Linked DNA regions of Sus scrofa: region 1 is linked to region 2. A link is a contact called in public Hi-C data. All regions are on one chromosome and are shown on one strand. Each heading gives the region's core, a stretch centred on a gene start, on an enhancer-like site or on the middle of the called end of the contact. The rest is flanking DNA. Distances are from core to core; before and after follow the strand shown. Region 1 holds the start of HNRNPH2 (heterogeneous nuclear ribonucleoprotein H2). Region 2 holds the start of CENPI (centromere protein I).

What was found. A called contact is a pair of places that touch in the nucleus more often than the background predicts.
Region 1: a Hi-C map of heart right ventricle shows a contact between it and region 2, with 4 times the contacts expected there. The contact joins the promoter of HNRNPH2 here to the promoter of CENPI in region 2. A contact is called at or near these places in 1 of 47 Hi-C or Micro-C datasets (heart right ventricle) and 1 of 2 datasets of contacts at active chromatin or transcription factors (alveolar macrophages).

Annotation. Positions count from the first base shown.
Region 1 is chrX:83,031,032-83,034,232 of Sscrofa11.1, reverse strand. It overlaps HNRNPH2 (heterogeneous nuclear ribonucleoprotein H2), which reads right to left and starts at 1,708. Exons shown (of 2, transcript XM_021079664.1): 1 at 1,519-1,708. GLA (galactosidase alpha) reads left to right here and starts at 1,960. Exons shown (of 7, transcript NM_001177925.1): 1 at 1,960-2,165. The coding sequence starts at 1,960.
Region 2 is chrX:82,774,946-82,777,941 of Sscrofa11.1, reverse strand. It overlaps CENPI (centromere protein I), which reads right to left and starts at 1,567. Exons shown (of 21, transcript XM_003135236.4): 1 at 1,425-1,567. It overlaps TMEM35A (transmembrane protein 35A), which reads right to left. Exons shown (of 2, transcript XM_003135235.4): 2 at 2,990-2,996.

The DNA of each region.
Region 1 (3,201 bases), core at 459-2,958, 260 kb before region 2:
CATGCTGCTGTTTTTTAAAAAATCTGCCCTGACATAGGAAGAGTTCCAAAATACATTAAGTGAAGGAATATGCATAGTATGATCCTACTTATTTTAAAGTATACCCAGGCATGTATATACATATGTAAATGCAGAGAAGTTCTGGAGGGATATGAGTTGTTTTTTTGAGAAAATGAGGACTAGCGGGTAGGAAGAGTGAAGTGGATTTTTCACTTTTTACCCTGTATACTTCTACATAGTTTTAACTTTTAAATCACTGTAATTAGAATAAAGAGCAATGTTAGAAAAGTACGTGTTAATATGGCACATGTTAATAGTGGTTACTCTGGTAGATTTATGGATTTTTCAAAATTTTTGTCAATTTTTTGTGCCTTCTTGATTTTCTATAGAGAGTAGTTACCTTTATTTCAGGGAAAAATAACAGAAAACTAACAAAATGTTTACTTTTCTGGGATTGGTAGAGCAAATTTTATAAAATTTTCTCATTTTGTATGTGGATGACTTATCTGACACGGTCTGGGGAACACTGGGCCTCTTGGAAAGAAAGGACAAAGTGTAATAACTGCCCTAAAACTACACTGAGGATTCAAGTCAACATTTACTAATTGCCTATTATGTGCCTGGAACACTGCATCTGCCATGATAATAGCCTTCCTACGGACCGTCTTTAGTCTGAGTGACAGATTTACGAACTGGTATTTTGCCTGCCTTATTTCTTGGATGACCCATCCCATTTAACGTCCCTACAGCACTCTAGGCTTTCACGTCCCCCACTGTAGTGGCAGGGAAGTTCTACTTCATTACTGTGACTCCTGGGAAGGCCACGAGGACTCTGTTGCCTGAAGTAGGACCCAGGATTCCATTTAGGAGTGAAGAATTTGTGCACCTATGCCTGTGATATGTACAGACTTTTTATAGACCAAAATGCTGAGCTGTTATCTCTGGGTGTATTTTTTTTTAATTTATAGTATACTGTTATTTTTCCAATGTTCAAAATTGAGCATGTGAATTGTTACAAGCAGAAAAATAAACGTTATTTAAATATTTAATTCAATTTTTAAAAATTCCTTGGGCGCCTCTGTGAGGCACGCAGCATTTGCCTAGACGTGACTCTACAGATCAAATTCGCTTGGTGCCTCCCCCTACAGACAGACAATCAGGCACTGGAGACTGGGTGCCTGAATGGATGGACCAGCACTCAGACCTCTGGTCTCAAGATCAGGATCTTCCTAAACTAGGGACGTGGTTTTCCAATGTCTTTCAGCTTATGGTTTCTCTTAAGGGTCCTCTGAGACCCGCCCAGACAGACAGATATACAAAAACACAGACACAGTCACGAAACGTCCACCATTTCCCCACCAGGCGCAGCAAAGGCGGCTTCCCGGCACTGAGACGGGGGGAGGGGAGAGCGGGGGAGCGGAAAGCAGGGAACGAAAAAGGCGGAGGCGGCCCGCGGACCCCGCTTTGGTCTTCATCATCACCACCCCCCGGGGCCCCGGCTCCCACCCACACACCAACCTCTAACGATACCGGATAATTTTCCTCTTTCTTCCCTCAAACGGCTATAGCGAGACGGTAGACGACGACCAGAACTACTTCTGCTCACGTAAGCGACTGGTCACGTGAGGACCTACGTCATGTGAGATCTCGGTCACGTGAGCACTGCTCGGCTCTACCGCGGGATCATTAAAGTGCCGCACTTCCTTCTGGTATGACAATAGGGCGGGTCGATATTCAGAAAAAGATGGTATGGTTGGTGGCGGGGCGTCTTCTCTGACTGGTTATTGGTCCGCCTCTGGGGATAACCATCCCAGTTGCCGGAGAAACAGTTTCGTCATTGCTTAACAACTCACCGATGATTGGGTAGGCGAGCGAAGTTGGGTTCCGCGGGCCGCCTCCGCCTTTTTAGCCCTTAAGAACCTAGAAGCCCAGGTGACTCCTGGAGATCTCTGTTGCGTGATGACAGCTACGATGAAGCCGGTGAGCAGGGTCCGGCGGCTGGGCTACGTGCTGCCATTTTGCTTCCTGGCCCAGGTTCTCTGGGGCGTCCCAGGGGCCCGGGCCCTGAACAACGGCTTGGCGAGGACCCCTACCATGGGCTGGCTGCACTGGGAGCGCTTCATGTGCAATGTGGACTGTCAAGAAGATCCGGATTCCTGTATCAGGTATCAGAAATACTGGGTACATTCTTCCCTTCGCCTTTCCTTCCGGCTACCGTTGAAGGCATGGAGGGTCGCAGCGAGAAAATTCGAGCCCCAGGGAGAGCTGCCCTATTGCTCCTGCTTTTTTTTTTTTTTTTTATCGCCAGCAAACTAGCCTGGATGGGAACTAGCCCTAAATTTTCTCCATGTAGCCTCCCCACCCCACCCGCCGGGGTGGGAGTCCGGCCAGAGACCTCTACTTCTCCGCCTCTCTCTGCCTAATCACCCAGTTAAGGATGTTCTCCACTTATCATCTGGTTCTGTTCAGACCCTTATTAAGAGCTACTGCTCTCTCTCTGCGAGGTACTAGCAGTGAAGACAGCTGTGGTGAGTAGGAAGGACAGAGGACTATGACACGTGCCCTTTCTTCCTCTTTTTGGGTCATGGGTTCCTTGGCTGTAAGTGGAAGCAATTTAGAGAGACCATGGAGTCTCTGAGATCACCCCTTCCTGTAGCCCTTGAGTATAACATCTGGTTGGAAGGTTGACGTCAAGGGCCTTTATCTTTTGAAGATAAAAGGTTAGACTGGATAAGACAGATATTGATCCTATCTGATCCACACAGCCTTCATCTGTAAATTGTCACAGATTCAGCTCGGATCCTGCATTACTGTAGCCTTGGCATAGGCCAGAAGCTGCAGCTCCCATTAAACCTTAGCCTGGGAACTTCCCTATGCCACGGGAGTGGCCCTAAAAAAAAAAAAAAAAGAAAGAAAAAAAGAAAAGAAAAGACCAAAAAAAGCACAGTGCAGTACCAGGCCCTGCACTTGGGCATATAGAAGAAATGTTCTTAACCTGAACTGCATGGGGAAAATAAGGCAAATTTGCAAATATTAAGTATGTGTGTTTTTCTGAAGAGAGAATCTTGAACTTTGTTCAGATTTTCACAGGGATCTGTAGTCTAGAAAAGGTTAATAATCCCTGACTGATAGTGTTAAAAACATAATAACATGCTTGGTGCATAGGCTCCTCTGTAAGCAGCATATGGTACATCACAGTGG
Region 2 (2,996 bases), core at 318-2,817:
CAAATCAGTAAGAGTATAGGCAACATAACAAGTTCTCTTAAAAGGGCTGTATCACATAACTGAGTGCAATACTAATCCATCTCAAACTCAATGTTACTTTCTCCACTCACTCCTATCTTTCTCCACTCTGCCTTGATTTTGCTTTTAATCTTTTATGCTGCCTGCTTTGTCAGTGCTAAGTTAAAACTGCATAGTTCAAAACACCAATTGGTGGCCAAACTAAGGATTCTCAGAGCAGAAACATTCCCTGCTAATTCACTTATTCAGTAAATAATTACTGAGCATCGTTTATATGCCAAGCACAGTTCTACTGATCAGAGATAAAATAACTGAACAGTCAAGGTCTCTGCTCTCATGAAATTTATGGGGGTGTAAGGAGTATAAGAGTCAATAATTCAGAGTGAACATAATATACAGCGATGTGATAGAAAAAGAGTGGGGGTGAGAAGCTACTTTGGAATAAGTGTTCAGAGAAAACCTCTCTGTCAGCTTTAAGCTAAGATTTGAATACCAAGAAAAAAACAACCATCTTAAGAGCTGGTAGAAGAGTATTTCAAGGAAAGGAAAGAGCAAGGCATGCTAAGACCTTAAAGCAAGAGCTTTGTGTGTTAAAGAAAACAGCACAACACCAGTAAGAGGCCAAGGGGGTAGTGGCATGAAAGAGGTAGAGTATCGGGAGGAGAAGTCAGAGAGGCAACCAGGGACTACTATACTGGGAGTTGTAGGCCAGAGTAAGAACACTAGATTTTAAGTGTCATAGGTAACTACAGGTGAAGCGAGCAGTGTTACAGGGAGTGATACCATCTGACTTATGTTTTAAGACCATTTTTGCTGCAACGCGGAGAATAGAACGTTAGGATTCCAGGAGTGGAAATAGACAATTAAAAGGGTCTTGAAGAAGTCCAAAGAGGTATGATTGCAGTCTCAACCTAGACCTAAGGTGTAAATGGTGGAAGAGGTAGAAAATGACTGTATTCGTGTAATGTCTTGGAGGCAAGACAAGACCATAATAAAAGTCTTGAATGTAGAGAAAAAGGAAAGAGAGGAAACCAGAATGTCTTCTAAGTTTTTGGCTTCAATGGGAAAAATCAAGGGAATGGCCGTAATGACACTCAAGCCCACATCCCTAGAACAGACGAGGCCGAAGTAGGAGAGCAATACGTATGTCTAACCCACTGGGTGGCACCAGGTTCCGGGCTGTTTCCGAGGGTCCTACAAACTAGGAAAAAAGGGCAGGGAAGCAGCTTCTGACCCTTTCCGGCTGAACCGGACCATCGCTTCCCAAGAAGCCCCCTTTCACAGCTTGCCCCAGCGGCGAGCGAACTTGGCCCACTGGACAGATCCCTGGTCTGGAGGAAATCCTGAAAAATTGCAGGATTCGGTTTCGGGGCCCCGACTCTGCGCGGTGGTTTAAAGCAGCTCACCTGAAACACTCCTCGGTCCCAAAGCCGCCAGAGTCCAAACATCACCTCCCGGATTCAAACGAGCTGGCCCCGCCCCGCGCATGCGCTTCCGGGCGACGCTGGCGGCAACGGGGCGGAGCGGCGCGCCCTCCTGAAGCCTGATTGGTTGAGTCATAGCTCAGTGGCGCGAGGCAGCCCGCGCGCCGACGCTGACGTAAACCCAATTCCACAGAGCTGCAGGCCTCACCCGCCCGGCCCAGGAACGCGCGGCCGTTGCTGTTGAAAACGGCTGATTGGCTGATGTTTCGAGTGTTCTAATAATATTCTCAGTCGTCACCGTGCGTAAAACCGAGCAATTAGTGTCTCGATTTTTGAATTTAACAAGACCAATTATAGTGATCCTTTTGCTCAGATTGACCTCAAATGTCGGGACTTTGTAGGAAAATAAGAAATTGGAAACTTCACAATTTTAAAGGCTGATTCTCCCATGTAGGCGAAAGAATCAGGTTAAAGGGTCTGAGATCGCTGATGCTGTCTCTAGGATGTGGGAGGAGAGGACAGCTAAATCGGACAGCTAAATCTGTCCTTTTACCGAGGATGGGCACGCATACCTTCTAGCGTTTGCTGTAAACTTGTGTCCTGAGCCAGATGTGACACCTTGTATGTAGCCGGCCAGTCAACACGTAAAGATTCCCGACTGAGGAATCAATGGACCATAAACGGGCTGAAACAGCAACAAGGGCTTGAGACCTGAGCTTAGTCCCTAGTTTAATCTCTTACTAGAGAGAGAACTGGAGAGGACAGATAAAAATTTAATTACACTCACTGATTTTTTTGAGGCCAAACATACCGATAAACTGTAGGCAAAACTGCAGGAGGAAACTTTGCCGTCTTGGGGAGAGATGAAGAATCGGGCTAAGTTGATGCATTTGGGAAAGAATACGGCCGAAATCACTATTTACCACATCTTACATGGTTTTCAAAGTACTTTCAAGAACTCTTATTTAATCATGCTTAAGAACTGAGTGTTCAGTATTTTCTATGATAGCTGCTCTTCCTTTTCTAGTAAAATTGAAAATTTCACCAAGTCATTTTTCATAGTTTTAATCATGTCATAGACTCGAATAAATATAAATTGGAAAGAATTTGAAGCCTTCAAGCCCCTTGTTTTTTGTACATGAAATTGGGGCCCTGAGTGGTAAAATAACTTGCAATGAGTTTGTGGCACCGGAATTTGTACCAATCTGTGGCTACATATATAGTGATGGTTCGTCTTTATTTAATATACCTGCAATTTTTTATGAAGTCATTCTTCCACATTCCCTTGGCATCACTTAATGAAGCGGAACTCCCCAAACCTGGAAATTGTTTTGAGATCCTAATTCTGAGGCTTTCTGTCTTATACGCTGGCATCACAGAGTGTGGGGGAACTTAAATGAGATCAGAAAATTGGTAACCTCCTTAGTATAATAAGTTACCCTCCCCCTTCTCTTTCTTCTCTCACACCCACTCAAAAATAAAACTGCCTGAATCCCACAATATGACCCTTTCTGTCTAGATTTTCATTATTTTTCCAGACAATTTCCTCCAAAC